Linked DNA regions of Pan troglodytes: regions 2 and 3 are each linked to region 1. The links are chromatin contacts, called in public Hi-C and HiChIP or PLAC-seq maps. All regions are on one chromosome and are shown on one strand. Each heading gives the region's core, a stretch centred on a gene start, on an enhancer-like site or on the middle of the called end of the contact. The rest is flanking DNA. Distances are from core to core; before and after follow the strand shown.

Evidence for each region. A called contact is a pair of places that touch in the nucleus more often than the background predicts. HiChIP or PLAC-seq counts read pairs in DNA pulled down with a chosen protein or histone mark.
Region 2: an H3K4me3 HiChIP or PLAC-seq map of stem cell-derived excitatory neurons shows a contact between it and region 1, with 18 times the contacts expected there. The contact joins the promoter of PCSK7 here to the promoter of APOA5 in region 1. A contact is called at or near these places in 2 of 7 Hi-C or Micro-C datasets (blood and stem cell-derived neural progenitor cells) and 1 of 1 datasets of contacts at active chromatin or transcription factors (stem cell-derived excitatory neurons).
Region 3: a Hi-C map of stem cell-derived neural progenitor cells shows a contact between it and region 1, with 3 times the contacts expected there. The contact joins the promoter of SIK3 here to the promoter of APOA5 in region 1. A contact is called at or near these places in 3 of 7 Hi-C or Micro-C datasets (blood, induced pluripotent stem cells and stem cell-derived neural progenitor cells) and 1 of 1 datasets of contacts at active chromatin or transcription factors (stem cell-derived excitatory neurons).

What each region holds. Positions count from the first base shown.
Region 1 is chr9:118,734,722-118,738,723 of NHGRI_mPanTro3-v2.0_pri, forward strand. APOA5 (apolipoprotein A5) reads right to left here and starts at 1,827. Exons shown (of 4, transcript XM_003313313.6): 1 at 1,774-1,827; 2 at 1,206-1,286; 3 at 980-1,091; 4 at 1-458. The coding sequence starts at 1,254.
Region 2 is chr9:119,172,394-119,176,395 of NHGRI_mPanTro3-v2.0_pri, forward strand. It overlaps PCSK7 (proprotein convertase subtilisin/kexin type 7), which reads right to left and starts at 2,112. Exons shown (of 21, transcript XR_010147320.1): 1 at 1,977-2,112; 2 at 298-417. RNF214 (ring finger protein 214) reads left to right here and starts at 2,339. Exons shown (of 15, transcript XM_003313315.5): 1 at 2,339-2,674. The coding sequence starts at 2,339.
Region 3 is chr9:119,039,021-119,043,022 of NHGRI_mPanTro3-v2.0_pri, forward strand. It overlaps SIK3 (SIK family kinase 3), which reads right to left and starts at 1,690. Exons shown (of 24, transcript XR_010147689.1): 1 at 1,403-1,690.

The DNA of each region.
Region 1 (4,002 bases), core at 577-3,076:
GCACGTGGCGCCCGATGCCGCTCACCAGGCTCTCGGCGTATGGGTGGAAGAGCTCTTTGAAGCGGCCGGTGTGGTGCACCACGCGGCTCTGCAGTCCCTGCAGCAAAGCCCGCGCCTCGTCCACGCCCCCCAGCAGCTGGGCCTTGGTGTCTTCTCCCACCACGCGCAACTGCTCCTGCAGCTCCTGCACGCGCAGGGCCACCTGCTCCATCAGATCCATCGTGTAGGGCTTCAGTTGCTGCCGCAAGCCCTCCAAATTCCAGCCCACCAGCTCGTGCGCCTCTGCCATGTAGGGCTGGAGGCGAGCCTTCACCTCCTCCAACTCCTCCTGCAGCTGCTGCCGCATGCCCACCGGGTCCTGTGGGAGCCGAGGAGCCTCGCTCCCACTCACAGGCCTCAGCTTTTCCAGGAACTTGTTCATGTTGTTGAGGTCTTGCTCAAGGCTGTCTTTCAGGGTCCTGGAGAAGGGGACAGATATCCAGGCCGTCAGACTGCTAGCCCCCATCATCTCCTTTGTCCCCACGTCATCGCGCACTGATCCTCTGGGGGAACCAAGGACGCAGGGCGTTGGCCCCAGGGTCGAGGGCTCTTGTCCTAGCCCTGGCCAGTAACAACTCCTCACGCACGAAGCACAAACACATTGCCCATACAAATCCAGACCTACAACACTCTCCAAAGAAACATAGATGCGCCACATCATCCTTTGATTCTGGGGACTGCAGCGGGCGTCCTGCCGATTGATCCCAGGTCCCGCGCCTCAGTGAGCAAGGGGGCAACAGCTACAGAGTTGTCAAGGCGGGGGCTGCAGGCAGAGGGCGCTAAAGAGCCCAGGATGGCCGGGATCTGCAGACAGAGCTAGCACCGCTCCTTTCCTCTGTCCCAGCAGCGGCCACAGAGGTTGAGGCAGCAGAGGCAGGGCATCATGGCATGGCCCAGCTGTCTCCTCCCTTCGCCTACACCCCTTCCCCTGGGCACTCACGCGGGCTCGCGAGCCATCTTCTGCTGATGGATCTGCTCCACCCTGCCTTTGTCCCCGCTGGTCTGGCTGAAGTAGTCCCAGAAGCCTTTCCGTGCCTGGGTGGCTGAAAACGCTGCGGAGAGGGACTAGGTAATCAGGGCCTGGGCTCTCCTCCCCCAGGGTGGACAGGGCCCTCTGGCCAGCCTCCACCCACACCCCCACGTTGAAGTCAGGGTCGGAGACCCACCTGAAAGAAGAGCCAGAGCCCAGGTGAGCACGGCAGCCATGCTTGCCATTATCTGCTCTGAGAAGACAGGTGGAGGGAGGCCTGGTTAGGGGAAGAAGGAGAGGAAGGGACATGGCGCAGGAGACTTGCCCAGGGGGCCTCTGCAGGGGCAACTGCCCGAAATCCTGTTACCCCTTCCTTGGGCTGGGGAGCACAGAGCTGTTGGGGCTCAAGAGGACCGACCTAGGTGAGTCAAGGAGGCTAGGGTGTCTTCCTCAGACATGGGAAGAGGGCGTGCTCTTGCTACCTCAGTCACATAGCAGGGAGCGTGGTGCTCTAACCCCTTCACAAAGGTCCCAGACCCCAGGAACAGTTCTCTAGGCCACTTCTACCACCTCTCCCCTGCCCACCTGTCTCCCTCCCTCCCATTTCATGGTGGAAAAACTGAGCCATAACGAGGGCGAAGAGGCAACTCTGCCAAAATGTTCCAAGAGGACGTCTTAGGGGCCACCCCAGGCTCTCCCCTGAGGCCACCTGCAATGCCCTCCCTTAGGACTGTGACCCCCATCCCTCTGCCCCAGCTGCTCACCTGCTCACGTCTGGGCACAGAGAGCAGACATTCTGCTTTATACTCCAGGGCCCTGAGCCTCTGGCACCAATTGCTCTGAGTAAATACCACGTGGAAGTTCAAAAGAAGTTGACCTCAGCTGCCTCCCAGCACTCACCTCCTGCCCTTTCCCTGGCACCCAGAGGGTTAATGAGTGCCCTGGTATCAGGGGCTGCCCCAGTAGAGAAGTGCTTCCCAGGAGCTTTACGGGGGATGGGGCTGAACTCCTCACCCAGTTTCTCCCAAACCCCATGACCTTTAACCTTCCCAATGACCAGCTGGCTGGCCCACCAACAGAGAAGAACCTGTTTGTCTGCCAAGGGCCCCTCTCTTACACAACTACCCAGAGTCACTGTGTCCCAGCCAGCAAGATGGACAGTGTTCACCTACCAGCCAGAACCTGAGCAGCCCCTGACAGCTTCACTACAGGCTCCGCAGGCATCCTCAGCCAGCATTCATAGGGTTAAAGACCCAACCACATCCCTCTTTATGAAACAATCCTGGAACAAGCAAGGGAAGCCAGGCAGGGTGAAGATGAGATGGCAAGAGGCATCTGGGCCAGGGACTCTGAGCCCCAGGAACTGGAGCGAAAGTAGGATTTGCCCCATGAGGAAAAGCTGAACTCCACTCGCAGGGCCTCTGAGGAGAGCAAGCCCAAATGCTCAGATCTTCTCTGATGACACACCCACTCCGTCTACAGTACTCATACACACATGTTCACAAGCTCCCGATTCTTGGTCCTAAATGCATCTTGAATCAATCCCCTCTCCTCCATTTCCACTACTATCATTGCACCAGTTGTCTGTCACCTTGATTGCATTCATAGCCTCCAACAGGTCTTTCTATCACAGTCCTGCCCATTTAATTCATCCTCCACTGTGGCTCATCCTGACTCATTTCCAGTCTCATCTGCTGCCACATAAAACCACGGCATCCCCTGAGCCTTTATACAGTCTTCCCTCTGCTTGAAATAGCCTATCCCCTGGTGAATATATATTCATTTTTTAGAGTTAGTTTGTATTAGTTAGAATTAGACTTGGCTGCAAGGGACACATATATGTGTGCATATATATATACACACACACATATATATTTTATATTCTTGCATACATATATGTATATATGTGTGTGTATATATATACATATATATATACAAGATACTGCTCTTACCACTCATACTGACATCCCATTGGCCACAAGTTAGTCACATGGCTACACTTAGCTGATATATATGTGTATATATATATATGCAAGAGAATAGCTTAAACAAAATGGAGTCTTATTTCCTTCTCATGTAAATGTAGGCCAGCTCGGGCCGCTTCTATCTTGTTGCACTATTATCATCAACGAGATGCTCATATCCAAGTTCCAGCTGCTTCACCTCCAGCTACCAAGTTCACCTCCCAGGGAACAGGAAGGAGGAAAAGGAGAAGGACATGTTCCTTCCTTTTAAAGACACATCCCAGATATTGCCATTACCACTTGTACTGACATCCCATTGGCCACAACTTAGTCACATGGCTACACTTAGCTGAAAAGGAGGCTGGGAAATATAGTTTTTATTTTGGATGGCTGTATGCCTAGCTGAAAAAGGACTCTATTACTCAGGAAGAAGAGAAGAAAGGATTTGAGGGAACAGTAGTAGCCCCTGCTACACAGCTCCAGTATCACTCTGAATGCCTTCTTCTGCCTTCACCTTTTTCTGCTCTGGAGATAAACTGATTCCACATTATTCACACAACACTGTATATTCCTGGATTATAGCACTTACTATCTAACTGCACAATAATTTGTTGATGAATCCGAGAGCTCTTTGAGTGCAGGGGCTTTTTCTAATTCATCTCTATATCCACTAGTATGTTTTGCACAGTGCCTACTACATACAAAGTTAAGTGACTGAATTCAATCATTCATTTGATTTAGGAACTGAGGTTTGAGGAGATCAAGTGGCCTGTCCACCATCAGGCAGTAAGAGTTGCAACCAGAATCAGAACCCAGGTGCTTGGCTCTGGTGGTTCAAGAGAGCAGACTATGACCAAGTCACAAAGGGGCTTGTGCAAGCAGTCACTGAAAGGTACGTGATGGAGAGATCACTCAGGAGGGTGGCCAGAGAGAAGGCAGAGGAACTATTTAGGGATATTTTAGTAATCCAAGTGAGAAATGAAGGCCTGAAGTATGGCATGGCAGTGATGGTTGATAGGTAAGTATATA
Region 2 (4,002 bases), core at 862-3,361, 440 kb after region 1:
TGGGCCAGCACTAACACCAGCGGATGGCCTCCCACAGCAAGACAGCCAATCCTCACGACACCAGCTAATCCAGCAGGAGGTCCAGTTGCTCACAGGCACTGCGAGCAACCCCTGTTGCCACCCACAGGGCTCAAAGCACACATCGTTTCCACAAACTACTGGCTGCATCGTGACTGTTCTTTAGCAGAGACAACCCCTTCACCCCTACATTTAGAGGGGACATAAATCTTTCCCTAGCTGACTCCTCAGTCCAGTTGTCCTCAAGGCTAATTCCCCATAACAGGGCCCCGTGCCCACCTGGATTCTACATGAGGTTGAGCTCCTGGTCCGGCTAACCACGTCACACTCATGTTGTGCAAATGGAGAAAAGGCATCACTTTCACTGTGAGTAGTGTTGACTCAGCAAAGGCTACAGACCTGTGGGATCCAAGAACAGAAGAAATAATGTCCCACCAATCCCAGGGCAACAAGCTGAGGTTAGATAAACTCCAGGACCAGGGACCAAAGAAACTTCATTAATTGTCATTTCCAAAGATCTAAAATCGGTCATAGACTGGAGCAGAACTGGTATGGTGAGGCCAAATCAGTATAACACCCAAAAAACCCACTTCCTGTGCTATCGTGCCACCCTCTTTTCATTTTGTTCCCCAGAGGCCTAGCAAAAAACTGTTACCAAAGTGCCTCTTGAAAGAATAGGTAATAACATCCTAGAAGTCCAGGTGGTAGCTAACTTCCTGATTTGTGTATCCCAGGATACCAGGGAAAGTGAAAGGAGGGAGGTGGCGGGGGCGAAACAGGGAAAGCCAGAGAGTGCAAACAAAACAGAACAGGCACCAAGGACAAGCGGGCAACCAGGAGAGAACGAATGACGAGAGAACCTCACTAAGCAGCTACTCCTGTACTGAGCTCAGGAGGCTGGCTTCAAGGTGAGGACTCAGACTCCAGACTGGGACTCCAATTGCCTGGGTTTGACAGAACCAGGGAATTGGTCTCAGGAGCCCTCAAAAAAAAAAAAAAAAAGAGCCAAGTTAGAACTGGGGGACAGACAAATGGGGTGGCAGGACATGTGTGTACCTATGGTGGCTGGGCTCCTTTAAAAGCCTTTGCTCTCCACTGGGTCCACCCTGGGGCAGGGCTTAGTACTCAGATACACACCCAAGCGGCTCTACCTCAAAGCATTCCAGAAAAATGGGAATTTTACTAAAAGGCTTCCTGGAAAGGAGAACTTATGCCACCTCTCCTTTACCTCTAAAAATCTTCATACTACATTTCTTCCTCTCGTTTTCTCTTAGGTTTCCAGGCATATTCCCTCTCAATCCCTCCCTGCCCCCCGGAGCCTCAATTCTCCCAAGATATTTAGGTGTCTTCCCCAGTCTGCATACTCTACTAAGTAAACAAACTAACAAACAAAACCCTTGTTAGCCAGACAGTGGCCCCGCTAGGCAGACTCCTTCAGACTCAGTAGATCCCACCACAGATGTCAGGAAGAAAGAGAAGCAGGAGCTCCTTCTGTCTACTAGTGGCAAAGCAGCATTTTTATCCCCCAGGCTTCTGGGAAAGGAACCTTAAATGCCTTCTGAAAGCAGGTCTCAACCTCTCCCAACGGCTAGGCCTCCCTTTACAGCTCTTAATTGACAAGGGAGAAGAGAATGGGCAGCCCGGAGTCCAAGATCCTGCTCCCAAGCGACTGTCCTCGCTGTTCCACACCCGGCTCCTAGAAGCCAGCTTGGGTACCGGGTCAGTTTCCCAATTCTCCCTCCGTCGGCCTCGATCGCTCCGTGCAATGTGCCCCTCTCCTCATTAGCACCCACATTATCCAGGAATCCTGGGCCCTGGGGCCCCATCTCCTTGGGGTCCCCCACGCCAGGACCTCAGGCACCCTCTGTGCATCTCCCTCATCCTCAGACGCCGGCTTCCCCCACTTCTGGGCCCCCCTGACTACCCAGGTCCAGCCCCACACCTAGTTCCCAACTCACCGGCCCGGCCGCAGCTGCCGCCGCCTCCCTGCGGAAACTCGCGGCTTCCCGGGAGCCGGAGGAGCAGTGACAGCAGCATCACTTCCGCCCGCGGCGCAGCCAATCAGCGCGGCGCCTGCGGCCCGGCGACCCCCGCGGGCCACAGCAACCGGCGCCCGGGATCCGGCTCCCGCGGGCGGCCTACGCAGGCAGGGGCCGTGCGGGCGCTGGGGGCTGAACCCGCGGGCTCCGCCACCCCGAGTCCTCGGGGCATCTTCCACATGGTCCCTCTTCAGAAGGCTCTCCTTCATGGCGTCCTCTGTAAAGGGCATCTCGGTTCCGACCTTTAAAAGCCACTCGTTGCTCTTCTCCTTCTGACCGCCATGGCCCCGAATGTCCCTGTAATCTTCCCAGAGGGGATCCTGCCCACCCAGGTCGCCTTCCTTCTCGCAGTCGGCTCTCCCTTCTTCCCCGCGCCCCGGGAGAGTCCACCTGTATCTCAGGGGTCTCCCGCAGCATCCCCGTGCCCCGGCGGCGCCAGCTGTCGCCGCCAGAGGGCGCCGTCGGGGGCGGCGCGGCGCCACCGCGGCCTCTCCTCGCGGCCGGAGCCTCGCCCCCTCCGCTCGTGCCGCCGGAAGTGGGAGGTGCCGCGCGCGGGCCGGCGCTCAACCCCTCCCCCCGTGGCTCGGCCGCCCCCTCCCCCCGCTCCGCCCGCTCAGGTGCGTCCCGTCCCTCCCCCACTTTCCTCCCGGGGGCGCGGCGCGGGAGGTGTGTGCGGGGCGAGCGTGGGTGGGGGTTGCGGGGCGAGGGCCGGGCATGGGGGTCGGGTGGGGGGCGTGGAGGGTGCTGTGAGAACCGAGGCGGGGGTCCCGGCCTAGAAATGGGACGGGGGGGTGGCTGGCAGCGGGGTGGGGAGGCCGAGGGGAAGGGGTGGAGGGGGGTCTGGTCCGAGCCAGCGGCCAGCCTAGCAGTACCCTGTGGGGGGTGGCCAGGGCCACCCAGCGCCGCTTCCCCCCATTGTCCCCTTCCCGTCTGTCCCCTGTTCTCGCCCGAGGACCCGTGGCTCCGGCGCCCCTGCTTCGCTGGTGGTCGCCCCGGGTTGCGGAGTTCTTTTTGGTACACTCGACCCTCCAGCCAGCTGTTCCTACCCGCGCCACGGGCTCTCTAGCCACGGAGTTGCATGCATGACCCTTGTCCTGGGGTTTCGTTCACCGGGCGCAGAGGACCCCCAGCCCTGGGCTATGTTGGAGACGGGATGTTTGCACCTGAGGGAGCAGCAATGGCGGTTTGGGCCCATTTTCTCCCAGGAGCTTTGTATAATGAGGGAAACTGAGGCACAGAGGGTCTGTGGGCTGTGACTGAGGTGTTGACACAGCCCCATCTACCTGTCTGCCCCACGCGCTCTTCAGTGTTCCGGGGGGAATACGTGTGATGCTGTTAAAATAAAAGCGAGAATGCAGACTAACCCTATGTTCATCCCCACCTCCCAAGTATTTTGATTTTCTTTTCTCCTCATAAGGTCATAAGTTTGCTCTGCGGCATAAAAGATGACCTTTTGATTTTTAAAAAAGGCGTCCGTCCCAGTTCCCTTACTTGTGTTACCATGTTTTTTACCTTGTCTTTTTCACGCTAGAGAACCCAGGATTCTTTTTTGCACCACTAGTCACTCTGAAGAGTCTGTTCTTTGCTCAGTTAGTGGGTATCAGGCCTTTCCTATCTGTGGGGAGCACGCTGACAGTAAAAGATGCACCCTGGATTGCCCAGTATTGCATTACTTGTTGACTTACAGGCAGACACCTCCAAAAACTTCACTTAAATTAATGGAGAATGCTTTGAATGTAACAGCCATAAAGTGATTTAAAAACATGAGATCTGATTGATACTAGGCCGAAAAGTACGTCTTTTATTAAAAATGATAGCAGACAAGGTAGGCCTGGGACCACTTGGAAGATCCTGGCAGACTAAGATGTATTGTTTGAAATGACTACATTTCTGCCAAAAGTGAAAATAAGATCTTTGCACAGACTCCTAGATATTTATGTAAATA
Region 3 (4,002 bases), core at 440-2,939, 300 kb after region 1:
GAAAGATGGTGGGGAAGGAACTTCAGGTTGCAAGTGATCAGGAGAGAAGGTCTAGATAAGTCACTGGCTTCAGAAAACAAGCCACTGCCATAAAAGCAAAAACAAGGTAGGTCATGACAACCAGAGGCTAGGCTGAGGAGGTGAGGGGAATTGATGTGGCTTTGGTAGGAGGCGGCAGCAGCTGTAAGGGTTCTTCATTCCTCAGGTTGAGGGAAAACACAAGCTGCAGTTCTAAACATAATGAATGACTACATTAAAAGTATTCATTCAAGTAAGATATTGAGCAAAGAAAATTTTAGAGTAAAAATGGGCTTTGCGGGTTCCACCAAAACCAAAAGATTCCTCCTGATGTCTTAGATTCCAGTCCTCCCAACGAAGGCTACATGAAAGTGCTACCATATTTCCTCAAAGAAAGAATTTTACATGCATACATATATAGCTTCCTAATTGACCTTGGCCAATTTCACTCCTATAGCGCCTCAAATCCCTTTGAGAACTAAGGGCTCGATGAGTGTAATCTCCCGGTGTCTGGGTTCTTCAATCACAAGCTTCCCCCCAACCAGTAAAAGCCCACCCTGGGTTCTACAAAGCCCACAATTCCCGACCCTCCAACAACTAAAAATAACCAGCAATCAGCTCTCCCAAATTGTTTAACCCCTGACTACCTAGTGCCATCATAAACCTGGGACACCCCCCACCCCCACCTCACTCCCCCATTCCCTGGGCCCCTTCCTGTGGACAAGCAAAGCAATTTCCCCCTTATTTCCCCATTTTCCTCACTGCCTCCTCCACTAATCGTGTCTCCTCGGGATCCCCTTCGCACCATCTATCAGTCTTAGATGATCAAATGCGGATTCCTGTCTCTGTCTTAAGGCACCAGGATCCTGGGACCTCCCAGCGCCCTGCAGACGTGCACATTCCCAGTCCGTGCCCCAGCCGTCCTGGGTCCCCTTACAAGCCCGGGTCTGCCACTTCACCCTTGTTTTTCCCCATCCTCCGGGTCCACATTTCATATGCCCCTGCCCTCATTCCCTTATGATTCCCTAGCTGCTGGTTCCAGAGTCTTCTGGGCTTACAGTCTCCCGGCCCTCGGGGAGTTCCGACCCCTTCTTTCCAATCATCCCCTTTACCCGCCTGCCCTCAGCCCCGAAGACCCCTCCCCGCGCCCGGCTCCTGGGCGCCGGTGCTCTGTGCCCTCGGCCCCCTGCTTGGAGTTCCGCCGTCTCGAGTCCCAGGTGTCCCTAGCTCCGCGCCCGCCCCGCCGCGGTCGGCTCCCTCCCGCCTCCCGGCCCCCAATGCTCCCACCACGCGCCGCGCTCGCCGCCCTGACCCCCCGGCTGGGGGCGCGGACCTCTCCCGGCCCCGCCACGCTCCGACGGCCGCCTGGCCCCTGCGCCGGTACCTTGGCCTTGGTGACGAGGTGCGTGGCCCGCTTGACCACCGCGAAGTTGCCCTTGCCGATGGTGCGGTCGATCTCGTAGTAGCCGATACGGGCGGGCATGGGTCCGCGGGAGGCCGGGGCTGGGGGACGCGGCTGGCCGGCCGCAGGGGACACGGCAGCGGGGGCGGCTGGGGACCCCGGCGCGGGCGGAGGCAGCAGGCGGCCCGCGGGCCCGGCTCCCCCCGTCCCGGCCCCGGCAGCCCCGCCAGCTCCGCTCGCCGCCGCCGCCGCCATCTTGTTGTGCAGTGAAACCTCCGGGGCCGCGGGGAGCCGGCTCGGGGGAGGGGGCAAGGGGGGGCGGGAAAGGGGGGGCCGCGGACGTCACTCGGGGAGGCGGGGCGCCTTCGCCGCCCGGCGCCCGGCTCCATGGCAACCGCGGGTCACGTGCCGACGCGCGTCACTGCCCGGAGCCATGGCAACCGTGACCTCACCGGCGGGCTCGACCTTCCCGCTTGGGCCCCGGTTCCTGAGGCGCTGGCTCCCGAGTGCCCCCCTCCGGGAGCTGGCGGTGGGAACCTCCGATGGGCCCCCAACCTCGAAGCCTCCGCCACCTTTCCCGAGTGGGGGGCGCAGGATGCCCGACCCAAAGCCAACCCCCCACCGCCGCTCGAATGGCCAATGTGACCTCTACTGTGACCTCTGTCCCAGTTCAACGATCACCCAACCTCCCTTAACAAAAAAAAAGTGTTTCCTCATCACCAAAAATACCAGCGTTGTCCCACTTTAGCCCTTGAGGCCACAAATGCAGGAATAGCTACACTCTTGAAGCAACTGTAACCAAGTTGGTAACAACGCAGGGGAATTCTTCGGTAAAATTCCTTCCTCTTACAAAATCCAGCTCACCCTGCACAGTCAACCTAATTGTCACCGAATATAGGAGAATGGGGAAACCAGGATTTGCGTGTTCAAGGGCGGACAAGCCAGTCCAAACAGGCATTCCAGTCATTGGGTGGGTGACAGCCAAAGAAGGTACGTCATTTTCCTTCCTACCACCCCCATCTCTGAACAATTCTACAGGGATGTCTGTCAGAGTGCCTACATACTATTTCTGTTGCTTGTATAACCCTGATGAAGCAGTGGTGCGCATTGTCCAATGAACCACGTCGTGTTTAAACAACAGTCGGTTAAGCAAAATAAATAAGTAAATAATAAAAATTCCATCCTTCCTAGTGACTCTCCGAGGACATTAAGGGTCATCAAGTTAATAACTCCAGCAATTTCATATCTCTTTTTCTTCCCCTGCCTATTACCTGCATCCTTCATAGCTCCCAGGCTTCCTCCTCCTCTCTCCCCTTCCCTTTATTAAATAGATTAACTTAGCTGCTTTAGGTGAGGGTTGCAGGTAGGAAATCAGACTATCAACAAAATAGTCTTTGGCAGGCTGGGTGGAAAGGAGGGAAGATTGTGAATATTCCAATGTTAAAATGTATTCCTTTGGACTAGTCCTGATCCATCCATATCTATGTCTCTCTCAATGGTAGAACTTTATTGTCAGGTCACTGCATGCACAGTATTAAAAACTGACACCCAGGGCACTGTAAATGTGTGGAAGGAGAACTCGTGTTTACTCGCTGACCAAAGAACACCTCCTGGTGCTCCAATTCCCTATCCAACCATGAGTAATGGCTGGGACTTAAGATGGGACAGAGGGGTCATCCCACAATGGTCTTGGATCAATTCCCTGGTAGCTGTTCCAAACTGCCAACACAATTAAACACTAATTGGCTCCCTTATTAGCAAATAAAGATAAGAATGAAGTGGGCCTTGGCTTCTTGCATTGGTTAAGCCCTTTCATCAGCTGAGCTCATTCCATCCCAGATAAATGATGGGGTGTGACCTGCCTCTCCTATCACTTCATGGCTCTCAGCGCCTCTAGCAGGGACTATAACTTTGGTGCTGGGCTTCACAGCTGCAGTTTTTGGGGTGTGTTTTTTTTTTTTTTTTTTTTTGAGACAGAGTCTCACTCTGTCACCCAGGCTGGAGTGCAGTGGTGCAATCTCAGCTCACCACAACCTCCACCTCCCAGGTTCAAGCCATTCTCCTGCCTCAGCCTCCCGAGTAGCTGAGACTACAGGCACACACCACCATGCCTGGCTAATTTTGTATTTTTAGTAGAGACTGGGTTTCAATATGTTGGCCAGACTGGTCTCGAACTCCTGACCTCGTGATCCCCCCGCCTCAGCCTCCCAAAGTGCTGGGATTACAGGCGTGAGCCACCGTGCCCAGCTACAGCTGCAGTTTTACCATCTCCCTGGGTGTCTCAACAGAAACCTTAGCTGGCTAGTAAAGCAAATAAAAAAAATCTTTCACTGTGGAAGCTGCAGGAGCAGCACTGAAACCATTCTTACTGATGACTGTATGATCACAGAGTGTCCTCCACTAATGGAGGTAATTCGAACATCAAATATCAGAACTTTTGCTACTCTCTCAAGAGTGTCAAAAACAAAAACAACTCTGGGAAGGACCTAGAAAATGCAGCATTGTTCTAATTTCCACAGAGAAGAAGCAGATGACTCTTGTCCCTCAATAATGATCAGAACATATGCTGTGGGCTGTGTGTT